2 separate regions of the Arachis hypogaea genome follow, and region 2 is linked to region 1. Evidence: chromatin contacts called from public Hi-C data. All regions are on one chromosome and are shown on one strand. The core of a region is the stretch at or near the end of the contact, and the rest is flanking DNA. Distances in the headings are between cores, read along the strand shown. Region 1 has its middle 13 kb from the start of LOC112750036. Region 2 overlaps LOC112750037 (probable alpha,alpha-trehalose-phosphate synthase [UDP-forming] 9).

The links. Hi-C and Micro-C count contacts between places; a contact is called where the count stands out from the background.
Region 2: a contact with region 1 is called in a Hi-C map of an unstated tissue, with 3 times the contacts expected there. The contact joins two enhancer-like sites. A contact is called at or near these places in 4 of 8 Hi-C or Micro-C datasets (leaf and an unstated tissue).

Annotation. Positions count from the first base shown.
Region 1 is chr15:26,463,894-26,471,257 of arahy.Tifrunner.gnm2.J5K5, reverse strand. No RefSeq gene overlaps it. Among protein-coding and RNA genes, the nearest start is that of LOC112750036, 13 kb to the right of the region's middle. Within about 2 kb of position 4,192, at least 2 of the 3 cell types and tissues checked have open chromatin away from gene starts, as enhancers often do.
Region 2 is chr15:26,509,164-26,515,924 of arahy.Tifrunner.gnm2.J5K5, reverse strand. It overlaps LOC112750037 (probable alpha,alpha-trehalose-phosphate synthase [UDP-forming] 9), which reads right to left. Exons shown (of 5, transcript XM_025798539.3): 3 at 4,853-6,761; 4 at 4,478-4,751; 5 at 3,355-4,366. The coding sequence ends at 4,043. Among protein-coding and RNA genes, the nearest start is that of LOC112750037, 5.0 kb to the right of the region's middle. Within about 2 kb of position 3,209, at least 3 of the 3 cell types and tissues checked have open chromatin away from gene starts, as enhancers often do.

The DNA.
Region 1 (7,364 bases), core at 2,943-5,442:
ATATTAAAAAAAATTAAAATTTTATATTTTAAAATTAAAATCTTAATTATATTTTCTAATCATTAAATATAATACTCAGTATTAATCTTTTAATATAAAAAAACTGACGCAGCCAAAAGGGACATATGAAGTGGACTCTCTTTTGCCCAAGCTGTGCCGTCGGCTCAGTTGTTTTGTCCACTTGATCAATAATGGGGAACTAACTTGTTAATTTTAACGAACGATTATTTGGATTTCAATTATTCTTATCCTATTATTGAAATAAAAGATGATGGATATAACTTATAGAGTCTTGTGGAATCACGTAATATAAATCTTAATAATAAGGTGTTCTGAATTTAATTTATAAAATAGATGAGTTTTAAAAAACACAGATAACATTGAATTAGGGTATGATTTGAATTTCTGATAATAAGGTTTAAATATTGTTAGTTTCATTGAAATAAAAAAAAACCAAGGAATGTGGATTAAATTTGAATTTATTATTATAATATAATATTCTTGATAAAATTAAATTGATTAAATACAGTTTTTAATCTTAAACTACAATTTAAATAATGCTTGAAAAGTATACTTTATTATCATATCAAACAAGTGGAAAACAGATGTGGCCAAGTGGCCATTAATATCTTTCTACTTTCTAGCTACCTAAATTCTATATACCATATCTTTCAGCTTTTTTTTTTTTTTTTTAAGTGTTCACATTACTCTTGGTAAGACTAATGAAAGAGGTTTGACCTATAATCTAATTTCTTCTTTTTTTGTTTGTTTGTTTGTATTTTTTTTCCTTCCAACTTTGATGTTTCATGTCAATGTCATTGTTCGGGTAGTATTCATTCTATTTCTTATTTTCTTTGTTTCAAAGATAGGCTTGCATTGGCTTTATTAGTAGTTAGTGTACAAAACAATGAGTGAGTAAAGGACTACTACTCCAGTAAGCAAGACCAAATAGATTGCAATATTTCATTTTTTGTTGGCATTACATTATTATCTATCTTATATGGATATGTTTTCCCCTATCAATGCAAGGATATTCCTCTTTCTTTATCATATGAAAAGTTTTTTTTTTTTTTTTTTTTCTTTTCAAATTTGTTTTCCTAAATAAATTATCTGAAATTCTAAGACCGTAGTGTGTCTCCCATTACACCAATTTTCTTGTTTATGTCAAATCATGGGAATTTGATGCACTATAAGAGTGGAAAAAGAAAAAGTAAAAAAAAAAAAAAGCATGGAGTTGAATTAAATTTTGTGAATTTGTTTTTTCATTATGAAAATGAAAATAAAATAATCTTTTATAATAACGATAAACAAATAAACAAAAACATGAAATCACAATTAAATATTGAAAATTGAATAATTATACTTAATACTAAAGAAATAAAATTAAATTCACCCCTTGCTACAACGGTGCCTTTGTAGACCAATCAAAAAGTTTCTTTTTCAGTGATATTATCTTGGGGACATATGGAATATTCATGGAATAATGTTATTTTTGTTAGGTGAGAATGCGTACTGAACATCCTTATTATTACTAATTTATTATTTAATAATTAATGCCACCTTTTAGTTCTTTTATTCGAAATAAATAAGGATTTATCAAAATGAAGACCAAGTCTTTAGGAATGATATAAAATAGAATACAATATTAATAAGTTGGAGCCACAAGCCAAGACAAGAAGGAGGCCAAAGCAGAGCGTATTATATTTATGTGGAAAAAAAAAATCACAATCAAAATTCAAGGAGAAATTCGGAAAACCAAAAGAAAGATGTCTCCTCAAATTTATTTACACTACTATTAAAGGATCCTAGATATGTGTGCCTTATGACTTATGAGTTATGAGGATACCTCCGTTGAGAATTTAACTCAAAATTCTAGTACATATTTGTATATTATTAAAATTACTTATTTGGTTATAATTGATATGAGATAAATGTTGTTATCCCTTTAAGAATTGATAGATGTTTATATATGATGAGTTCACATTTTGACATCCCCTTTTCTTTTTGGCAATTTCACTTCTTTAAGGGACATTAAACTCTTAAGTTAAACTAATTCAATATTTAGTTTAATAACCTTATTATCAATCTTGATCAAATTTATAAGTAGGTTTGTCTGATCTTTAACTCGGGTCTCAGCAAGAGCACCAAAATCATAAATGCCAAACTTTAGATTAGGTGTAGAGAATTTCTCTGATTCTTCAGGAATATGCTATAAGTTTTGAATACATTTTTTTTTTGAGATGAAGTTTTGAATACTTAAGAATATTCCAACCTTTGGAAGGGCTTCGGCTTGCTTTCCGTTTTGCTCACACTATTTTTGTTTGGTAGTTTTGGGTTTAAAAAAGGTACGTTTGTGAAAGTAACGATATCTTTTTTTTTTTTGGGAGGGGGGGGGGGGGGGTTGGCTTCAGAGGATTTATTAGGTTTAGCCAGCGAAAGGTTCACAAATATACATATTTCCCCGGCCCCGAAAGATTTACGATACAAAAACCTATGATAAATCATTTTACGTAGGCCTAGTCCATTACAATAACAAAACTTGGCTTCCAACAGAGAAAAAGAAGCTAGATATCATTTAATACCTCCGTAAAGGGTGCAGATCGGATCCTATCCGATCAATGTGCGTTTCGGATCGTATCTGCAATTTTTGGATCAGATGCAGATATTTACTGCGAATCTGCAGATACGATCCGATCCATGAACACCCCTACTTAATTATCAACACAATTCTTTTAGTCTAGTTTTATTAGTTTAGTAATTTAACAACATACTTTATCCCATACTTTTAAATATTGATAGCTAACTGATAACCAAAAATAATAAATTTTGATGATTTTCTAGTATTTCTCTAATACATTTCTTAAAAAAGAAAAAGACAATACAACCCTGACATTATAAATACAATAGATAATTCTTATAAAATACTATTGAAAATAAATACAATATATGTTAAAGAGGTTTGGTTCGAAACTGAATTTTAAATATTTCTACCAAGTTGTGTAATAAATTAATAACTAATGTAGCATAATTTCATCATAACAACCAATAGTAGTAATCATATACTACCAAAGCTGTCTACTGTCTCAATGCCAAAAGAGGCCTCAAATCACTTCCACTTTTTTCAAACTCTAACCAGGATGCTAAAATCAGAGGAAAAAAAAGTCAATAGACACAAACCTTGCACGCTCTAACTAGAAAAACTGGATAAAAACTACTAAAAGTCAAGATATAGATAGTAGTTGGTAGACTGTAGCTTATCCTTTATGCAAATAGTTGATAGTTAGTAGTTTAGTATTTATAATAGTAGTTGATAAATATCTCCATAAATTTGTCATTTTGGTTGAAATGAAAACAATGAGTTCTTTCTATTATTTTCTCAACATTAACATGGTAGCCAGGGCTTAGAGAGAAAATTTATTTATTGTGTACCAACATGATCCACTGTCCTTTTGTGATATTCTTTTTAGGATCATGTGTGTTTTTTCCGATCACTAGAATATTTTCTATCGTGTTCTTCTTTCCAGCAGCCCAATAAAACACATTCCAACCACCATTTGCTATTGTTAGAACCGTTCTAGCGCCGTCTTGATCCGTAGAGAAATTCAACCAACCACTTTTCATCTGCAGTTTGTGTGATTCTTCCTTTGTGTTCCTGGAGCATTGCTTCCTTGTTTTGTCCTTTCTTTTGATTCTATTTTCTGTTTCTTTCTAGTTCTCTGGGCACTACTTCCATTGCTACTTATGCTACTATTGGTGCTAGTAAGTCTAAGAATGAAAACTCTATATTGTGGTTACAGGAAGTAACAATGACGGTATTCCAAAAATGGTATTGTTCTTTGAGAGAGAAAATATGCTATGAATATCCTTAAAGAAGTCGGCCTACTTATATAGATCCAAATGTGAGGCTCTTATCAAATCAAAGATCACTCATCCAGGCATTTCTTTTGCAGTAAGTGTGGCTTAAGACAGGAAAATAAAGTGGCTCACTTGACTGCAGAATTACCGCAAAATTGGAGCTTCAATCTATCGAAGCAAATAAGAGAAAAAAAGTCCAGAGTCTCCATCCTCTCAACTTGTCGAAGCTTTCCTGTAGAAGAAGATGAATGTTGAATTTGATTTTCTCTTGCTATGGGTCCCTGTTCTTGTTTTGGGTCTCCAGTGAGTGGCGCGGGTGAGTCAAGAGAGGGAGAGGTTATTGTTTGAATTTGTGGGTTGTGGGTTGTTGTTTGGGTTGGATCGGTTTCATCCGTCCTTGCCCACTGACCCAAAAAAAAAAAAAAAAGAGAAGTAAGAAGCAAGATGTGGTTACACGATCTAGTGTTCAAAGCAAAATATCGTGCTAAGACATTAACTTCATTAAAACTTATGCGGCTGAAACAACTTTTTGAAGAACTCCAATATAGGAAAATAGTTGCACTACACATCTATATAATTTTGGAAGAGTTTTAAGTGTCCCGAAAATACCGGTATTCCAGTTGTTTTAACCGTTGATCTGAATTATAAAAAAATATATAATATATTAATTGAAATCAACGGTTAAAACAACTGAAACACCGGTGTTCCTTGGTACACTTGAAATTTTTCCTATAATTTTTTTTATTTAAGTTCATCCAAGTTAGTCTAATACCAAAAAAACTCAATCTCATTAAATGAGCGTATATTACACGCATCTATACCCTCTCCAAAAACGTTATCATATTCATTCACGCCTTGAATATGAAACGTTCCTTCTTCAACCTCGAAACTACTACTGGAGTTTAAATTTCTCTCAAAATCTCTCAAAACGCGTTTGTGTTCTCTGCTTTTAATGGAGAATCGCGAGAAGATTTCGAAAAGAAGAAGAAAAAACAAACAAAAATAAGAATAAAGACTATGAAAGAAACAGTCCGTTGACGACTGCATATTTGTATTGATGATTATATATTTCCATGAATCTAAGTTCCCTCGACTGGATACACCTGAGACACTCAGGAGACCGTGGGTGGCCCATTGGACACGGAGTCTTATGCTCGAGCGGATAACTAAGGAAGCAATTGATACGATGGTAAATAAAACAAAAATTTCCCTTAAAAAATTCGGTTCAGTTGCTTCTAAAATACTCTGCTAACTACATAAGTTTGTATTTTAGGGACTTGTGTACAGAGCACAACTAAGGGAGAGAAAGATAGAAGAAAAGAAGGTGTCGAAAACAGTGCTTCTGAACAGGAAAGAGAAGGGAAAGCTGAAGAAAGAAAAAAAGAAAATTGTTGTTCTGGATTTTTCTTCGGAAGAAGACAATTTTCTGAATCAGAGAAAACACTGATAAACCACTATTTTACGGTTTATTTTGTATTAAATTGAGTGGATTTTATCAACTATTCTTACACATTCATATAAATTGCATGTTTTTTAAGTTTCCTTCCTAATTTTGTGCTATGATTGAAAACATGCTTCTTTGGCCTTAAAATTGCTAATTTGTAATCTTCTCTTATTACCATTCGATGCCGTGATATGTGTGTTAAGTATTTTTAGGTTTTATAGGGCAAGATTGGCTTAGAGGATAGAAAGGAAGCATGCCAAAGTAGAAGGAACACAAGAAAATTGAGGATTTGAGAAGCTGGAGCCAACGCGCACACGTGGACGGCGTGTACGTGTGACTGGTGCAGCAGACAAATGACGCTCACGCGTGGATGACGCGTATGCGTGACGAGCGTCACGTGCCTCATTTACGAGAAAACGCTGTGGGCGATTTCTGGGCTGCTTTTGACCCAGTTTCAGGCCCGAAAATACAGATTAGAGGCTGGGGAGTGGAGCGGAATGGATCATGGAGATTCACTTTCATTCATTCATACTTTAGGTTTAGATGTAGAATTCTAGGGAGAGAGGCTCTCCTCTCTCTAAGTTTAGGGTTTCTTCTTCCAATTTCTCCTTAGGTTTAGGTTTCAGTCTTATTTTAATTTAATTTTCTCTTACTTTTATTTGTTCTAACACTTTACTTATCTACTTTCCTTATTGATTCCTTTATTTTGCTAATTTAGTTTAGGAGTTCATGTGTTACTCTCAATTTTCATTAATGCAATTTATGTTTCATGTTTCTTATTATTCAATTGCTTTGTTATTGTTATTTCTTTGCTTTGGTTCGTCTTATAATTTCCTATGTCTTATAAATTTTCTATGTTTTTATTTTATGCCTTCCAAGTGTTTGATAAAATGCTTGGGTGGATTTTAATTTAGATTTTTATGTTCTTGACTTGGATTGATTTATTAGAGACTCTTGAGTTATCAAAATTCTTTTGTTAATTGGTGATTAAAAGTTGCTAGTTGGCTTGAGACTCACTAAATCTAGTCTTTGATTAGGACTTGTGAACTTAAGTCGATTTTGCTCGCTTAACTTTCCTTCATTTGTTAGAGGATAACTAAGTGAAAGCAATTTACATTTACCATTACAATTGACGATGATAATGAGGATAGGACTTCTAATTCTCTTTCCTTGCTAAGAGCTTTCTTAGTTATTAGTTTATTTTCTTGCCATTTTACTTTCTTGTTTCTTATTACAAAACCCAAAAATATACTTTTCCACAGCCAGTAATAAACATACTTCCCTGCAATTCCTTGAGAGACGACTCGAGGTTTAAGTATTTCGGTTAATTTTATTGGGTTTGCTTAAGTGACAAATAATTTAAACGTTGACCGAGGATAATTTGTTGGTTTAGAACTATACTTGCAATGCGACATTTTTTGTGAAATTCTTTACCGACAATTTTCCTCTGTCAAACACTGCCAACCAAAGGAACAAGTCAACAGAGGCTGGTGAAAAAACAAAAGATTGTTCCGATGAATTCAAAAACCACAAGTGAATTTGAAAATATAAGCAGTCCGATGGATTCAGAAAGTACAAGTGAATCCGAAAACTAACAAGTTTCGAAAATGACTATTTTTGGTTCATTGCTATGTTTGTTTGATTTTTATTTAGTTTAATTTTGCTTCTATTTGTTGAAAATTGTTCTTTTGCGCTTGTATTTATGTATCGCGGAGAAGAAGAAGAAATTGAAAAAATAGCGACAAAAAAAGAAAACAACCACAGAAGGTGGTTAAAAAAGAACGCAAAAAAAGGAAGCTTGTTCTAACAGATTTGGAGAGCACAAGTGAATCTAACAACCAGTAAGTTGCGGAATTGATTATTTTCGGTTCATATGATTGTATGATGTTCATCTGATTTAGTTTTATTTTTATTTGCTGAAAATTATTTGTGTGTGCTTATTAAGTAAATTACACCTGTGATATCTGTCTCCAGTATAAATTCGATGTGTTTGTATGTGTTGCAGAGAAAAAGAAATAGAAAAAACACCGACAATGAAAAGAAAACAATTGAAGAGGGTTGCCAA
Region 2 (6,761 bases), core at 1,960-4,459, 46 kb before region 1:
CTTTCTCTTTCTTCTCTTCATCTTCTACTGCTTCTTCTTCTTCTTGTTGTTTTTCTTCTTCTTCATCATCATCCTCTTCTTCTTTTTTTATTTATCTTTTTCTTCTTGTTTTATCTTCTCATATTTTTTTTTTGTTTTACTCTCTTAACAAGAATAAAAAAATAAAATCAAGCAATGAAGAAGAAAAAATACATAATGCTTCAAAATTACTAGAAAGATGATGACCCTACATTCATTCAACTAAATAAGATTACAATACATTACAAACATGTTCATTCAAGTCTAATATGAGAAGCAATACTCCTAAAAAAGAAATAAGAGCAATAGAAAAAAGAAAGAAAGAGAAAGAAGAAAAAAATACAGCATTAAAGAAGACATTTTTTGCGCTTTTGTAGCAACATTTCGGTGTAAAAATGAAAAAATTTGTGTTATTGTTAATTGTTAAGAAATTTCGGTGTTATTTCTTATTATAAGTTTTGCATAATTCAAAATTCTTCCTCTTTCTTCTCTTTATCTTCTGCTTTTTTTTCATCTTCTTTTTCTTGTTTCAATTTTTTTATAATTTTTCTTGTTTCATTCTCATAAAAGGAATAAAACCAAAAGAAATAGAAGAAAAAATCAAAGCTACAAAATTACTAGAAAGAAAAGGAGGAAAAGAAAATAATGCAGCAATAACAGCAGCAATAATAAAATAATTATGAGAAAAAATACGCGAAAAAGAAAAAGGAAGAACGCGTAGAAGAAGGAAGAACGCGAAAAAGAAGAAAGATATGAACGTTCACATTCACGTTAGTTACAAGGAAGTTGGAGCGTGTATTCACGCTCTCACTAATGAAACTGATATTTGTTGTGTTTTGACTAATTTGATTGGACTTAGTTGTCAAAAAAACTTGGATATGTAGCAAACTTCTCTCTAATTTTAAACACATTAATTACACACATTCTCTCTCTAAACTTTATAGTTTGATTCGAAAATATATCCTCTTAATTTTTTTTTTTCAATTGAGGTAGTAAAGTGTGATCTTTAACCCTTCAATACTTTTTTTTTCATATTTTTTTATCCCACTTATAAAATTAATAGTGAAAGATTATCCTTTACCCTTTTGAGTAAAAAAATTTGTAAAAATCTATTGCGGTTTAATCCTAGTCATTTATTTGGATCTAATGGTTATAATTAAACCTCTCATTTCTCATATAAGGACACCTTTTTCAGCCAATGGCCTAAGTGTACAACCATCCAGATACCAGGGATAACCATCCGGATACTAGGGATAATAAACATCTCATGTTATAAAAAGTTAATTTTAGGTTCACTAAGGTTCGAACTCTTGACCTTCTGGATCTGGAACTCTAATATCATGTCCTGAAACCACTCATCCCAAAAGCGTAACCTAATAGGATAATGTAACACTAATAATCATATCTCTAGGTCATTGACTCCCTATACTTTCTCTATATATATATATATATATGGAAGTTAATTTCTATTTAAAAATAAGAATATTGGATTAAATAAAAGAAAGAGAGAAAAACGTGTCTAACTAGATGTAGAACTACATTAAAAACACAGAAGATAAACCACCTTATTGAAGAATCAAATTGGCCTAGTAGTTAAATAATAATTTGTTTAAATAGATATTAAAAATTCGAATTCATGTTGTGTATGCAGTAATCTATTAACTAACAATAAATTTTTAAATGAAACTTTGACCCACAAAAATTGATCTTTAGTCAAACTAAAAGATACCATGAGTAAAAAAAATCATGTAAAATTCATGTAAAATGAAAAGGTTGAGATATAAACATAGTTATCAGAACCGGACCGGACCGGCCGGTTCGACCGAAAAACCGGTAAACTGATAGTCTGGCCGGTTCGGTTGGTAGATTGGACCGGATAAGCATTCGAACCGGTCAACGGTGGTCAAACCCGTTAAAAATCGGTCGGTTTCGAACACGGAGCTGCGCCAAAATCCAACCTTTCCCTTCCCACTGTGGCAAACTTGATTCTTACTTATAAATATGACAAAAATTATATATATAACAAAACGTAATGATTTTTTATTTTTTTATTTTTTAACGTATGGATTTACATGGATACCAAACAAGTAACAACACATAGTATACAAATATATTGATATATTGATATTGATTGTGTTATCTTTTATTTTTTATTTATTAAAATTGAAAAAATATTTTGTATTAATAACTAATTTATTATCTTTTTTTACATTATAAATTATATCTAAGAATTGATATTTAATTGTTATTAATATATTTTTAAAAATATGCATTTAATTTTTAATTCTAATTTTATTTTTATAATTTTATATTTTTATTTAATTATGACCGGGTCAACCGGGTAAATCAGTGACCCACCGGTTGAACCAGTAATCTAGTGACCCAGTCGTATGATCGGATCAATTACCGGTTCAGTTCTGATAACTATGGATATAAAGTTCCAACCTCGGTAAAAAGAACATCAAATGAATTGGAAAGTAACAAATGCTAAGCCTTATTATTGATGAATCAAAATCATGTAAAATTAAAAAGTTGGTAAAATAAAAAAATAAACTAATTATTTTTAAATCAAAATGATAAAACTCGCACATTATAAAAATTATAAATTTGATAATAAATAATTTTTTATTTTATTATTTTATCAATTTTTTTTTGTTTAAAAATCTTTTTCCCTTACTTATATCACAAACAAAATGAATGGTTGGACTTTATAAACATCTGTTTACAGCATAAACTACACTTCTAATCTAAAATATTTTTGAACATCTAAATAATCGTATTTGACAAATAAATGACTCTTGATCCAACGAAGGGATGATAGAAAAACTCAAACTTTTTATAGGCTGTGGTAAATGCTAAGGATTTGGATTTTTTAAATTTTAAATTTTACTTTAGAATATAAAGTATGATCTATCACTACTTATTTCATAGGTAGAACCAAGAAAAAACAAAAGAAAAAAACATTGAATGATAAGAAATTTCACTTTATTCTCTAAAGTGTAAAACCTAAGAATTGTGATATTTGATATATTTGACAGACAGTTGGAAAGCTTTTACTCGGTTGTATTGGGACACAGCTAATCCTTCCGTGTCACAAACAAAACAGTTGAAAAAATTCTTTGCCTGCCACCAACTAGCCATACTTTCATGACCACCCCGTAATTGGCCTATAACTATAACCTTCATTAAAAAGCTCAACTTTAAAATATTTTTGTCAAAAATCCAATCTGTGGCTGGTGTTAAAAGTATCCACCGCCCTAAAAAGAACCATTTCATTACAATAGTTTGAGATTCCAAGGAATTTTTTGCATCTATTTGGTCACGGAAAAGGGATTATTTGGAACAAGAGATCTCACACCATATGGGTATATTATGTATATAGTTAACAAAAAGTGTAACTGTACAAGTTATGGTGCCCCCTTGTTCAATGCAAAACAATCTATATGGTCTACAATTCGAAGCACAACTTTAGCATAATTAGGTGTCACCAGCAAATATAAACAATTGGTGTAACCAATTTTGCCATGTACATCAGAATCGTGAAGTCTTCAATGCATGCAAAACCAGTTCAGGTGCAAAGAATCACATTTGCACAAGCAAGGTCCCACCACGTGTCAGGCCAAGATTAAAGGTAAAATGTTAGATAAAGTTCTCTATATGCACTCCATCCAATTCTCAAATTAAATAAAGACATGTGAGTACTCTTTTCTTGAGATAAGTATATTCTTTTTGCTTTTTAGTGCATGTTTGGTTGAAGGGTTAACCAGGAGGTGGAAATTCTCATGGTGAGTTTAACGTGTAAATTACACGTGTAACCTGTCCATAAAAACTTCCACTCCATTTTTAGCTCAGGAAAAATGTCCACATGTCATCATCTAATTCAAAAACTGAATGAAATAGATATAAAAAACTAAATCTAGTTATTTGTCCACAAGATAAATAACCAAAGATCTGATTCACGGGTGAAGAACTCGTCATTAGAGCACCATAAGGAACCAATAATGATGTCTTGCTTTATTCCAACTCAAACTGTGCTTTCAAAAGAAACCTGGAAATGTGGTAAATGCCTGGGTTTTGGATTAGATGAAGAACCGAGTCCCTGCAGCAACTTAATGACATCTGCAGAATCATCAAGATAATACTTGGCCTTGCTCGGCTTGCGACCAACAGTGCAGGCAAAGATATCTGGGGCTACTTGGAATGATGGGCATGACACTGTCCTTGATATGCTCTCAAACATGTCTTCATCAGAAATATCATCTCCAATGCACAACACAAAATCCGGTGAATTACCACCATTAACCATATTCGTAAGAACCTTTTCAGCTACCTGACCTTTGCTTATACCCTGCAGAAAGCAAAGCAAGATTTGAATACTAAGTCCATTTCAGCTTATGAGCTATTTAGCTTTCACATTTATATAATTAGATCAAAGAATAACAGGATTTTAAAAATGCACCTGTGGCATAACTTCAACAATATGCTGGCCCCTTTTAACAACTGCAGGTTCATTGGTAAGCACACTTTCTAAGTGGCTCAATAACTCTTTGGCTTGGCAAGAGCCGAAATCAGGGTCTGCATCTCGATGATGCCACACCAAAGCACTCTCCTTAATTTCAATATTTGACCCATCAGTTGCCTCTGTATATGACTGCATAATGGGCTCCACAACCTTTTTCCACTCTAGATCCGCTGATAAATGACTCATTTCCCATTCAGAATCTTGATTGCTCCTGAAAACCAGAAAAGAAATATGCAGTCAGTCTTTTTTTCTTTTTTTCTTTTTTTAAATTTGAGGGAGGGGGTGATAAAAAGTGAAAAGTGTAATGCAAACCTTAAAAAGTAGCCATGTTCAGCCGCCAGTCCAATCATTTTGCAAGATATAAACCACTCACATAGAGAATCTCTTCCCCTCCCACTAACAATGTACACAATGTTTTTGGCATCATTACACAAAGCATTTAGCACAGAGATAACTTCAGGGCTGGGAATTTTACTTATAGATGATTGTGGTACAAGAGTACCATCATAATCAAGAAATATGGCCCGCCTACTGGTTCTTTTGTAAGCTGAAACGATGTGATCAATGGACAACTTCCTAAAACCAGGAGAAAGGGAAACAACTCTAACCCCCAGGCCCAACCCTATTACCCAGCACCTTTTGGTATAGTGATCTTTGCATGCTCTTTCCAAATCCTGCATAAAGCTGCGTGCCCAATATGCCACATCATGAGAACTGACATATCGGTAGTGTTTCTCATGCCTCAATTGCTTCTCTGAATCATTCATAGTGAGTGCTGAATTCAAAGCATCAGCCACAGCATCTATGTCCCAGGGATTGACCCTGATAGCCCCACTTAGAGAAGGAGAACAACCAATAAACTCAGACACAACAAGCATGCTTGAACGAGGAGAATCAGCTGTTCTACCCAATGTTTTATCCAGTTGTTCAGTTCCTTGTCTACAGACAATATATTTATATGGGACTAAGTTCATGCCATCCCTCACAGCATTAACAATGCAACATTCTGCAACAGCATAGTAGGCACTCTTCTCAAATCGAGCAACATGACGGTCAATCAATACAACCGGCCGATAATTGGTTGAACCATAAGTGACATTGATTCTCTGGACAATTGAATAGGTTTCTTTCTTTGCTTCCTGAACATCCTTCCCTGAGCCCCTTGCAGGATTCACAATCTGAACTAGGACAACTTTTCCCTGCAGATCTGGATTCTGCTCTAGCAGCTGCTCCACAGCAAGAAGCTTCAAACTGATTCCCTTAAAAATATCCATGTCATCAACACCAAGAATCACCTTCTTACCCTTAAACTCTTCCTGAATTTCTTTTAATTTAGCAGACGTAGAATGAAGATTTAATACTGACTCAAGCCTGCCCATGTGAATGCCTACAGGCAAAATTTTTATAAATATAGTTCGGCCAAAGTAATCGAGTCCTATATGTCCTCGTTTAGATTCATAATCTAGGCCTAGCATTCTACTGCAGCAAGAGAGAAAGTGGCGAGCATAATCAAAAGTATGGAAACCGATCAAATCAGAATTCAATAATCCCCTGAGAATTTCATCCCTTACTGGCAGAGTTCGGTAAATTTCAGATGAAGGGAAAGGACTGTGGAGAAAGAATCCAAGTTTTACTCGATTATACCGCTTCCTCAAGAACGTAGGCAAAACCATCAAGTGGTAGTCATGAACCCAAACAAAATCCTCATCAGGATTGATTATTTCCATCACCTTGTCTGCAAATATTTTATTTGCAGAAACATAAGCCTGCCAGAGCACACGGTCGAAGCGGTCACCATGATCAGGGCATATAGGAAGCATATAATGAAAGAGAGGCCAAAGTTGCTGCTTACAAAAACCAAGATAAAACTTTTTCTGTAGATCATGGGGAAGAAAGGTAGGCACGCAATTAAAATCCTCCAGTAATTTCTGAGCAATTTCTTCCTGCTCATTAGCATCTATTTCAACTTTGAGGGATCCCACGTAAATCACTTCGGTCTCAGAAGAAAAACCGTCCTTTAATTGTAATAAGATTGAATCCTCGTCCCAACTGAAGCACCATTTACCAGTATCTATATCTCTTTTGGCCTGCAATGGCAACATGTTTGCCACTATGATTCTCCTCTCCCGACACCCAGATGAACTAACATCTGAATCAGCATCATTTCTACCACAGGCATCCAGATCAGAAATAACTCCTGGAACAGTCATAACCCTAGGAA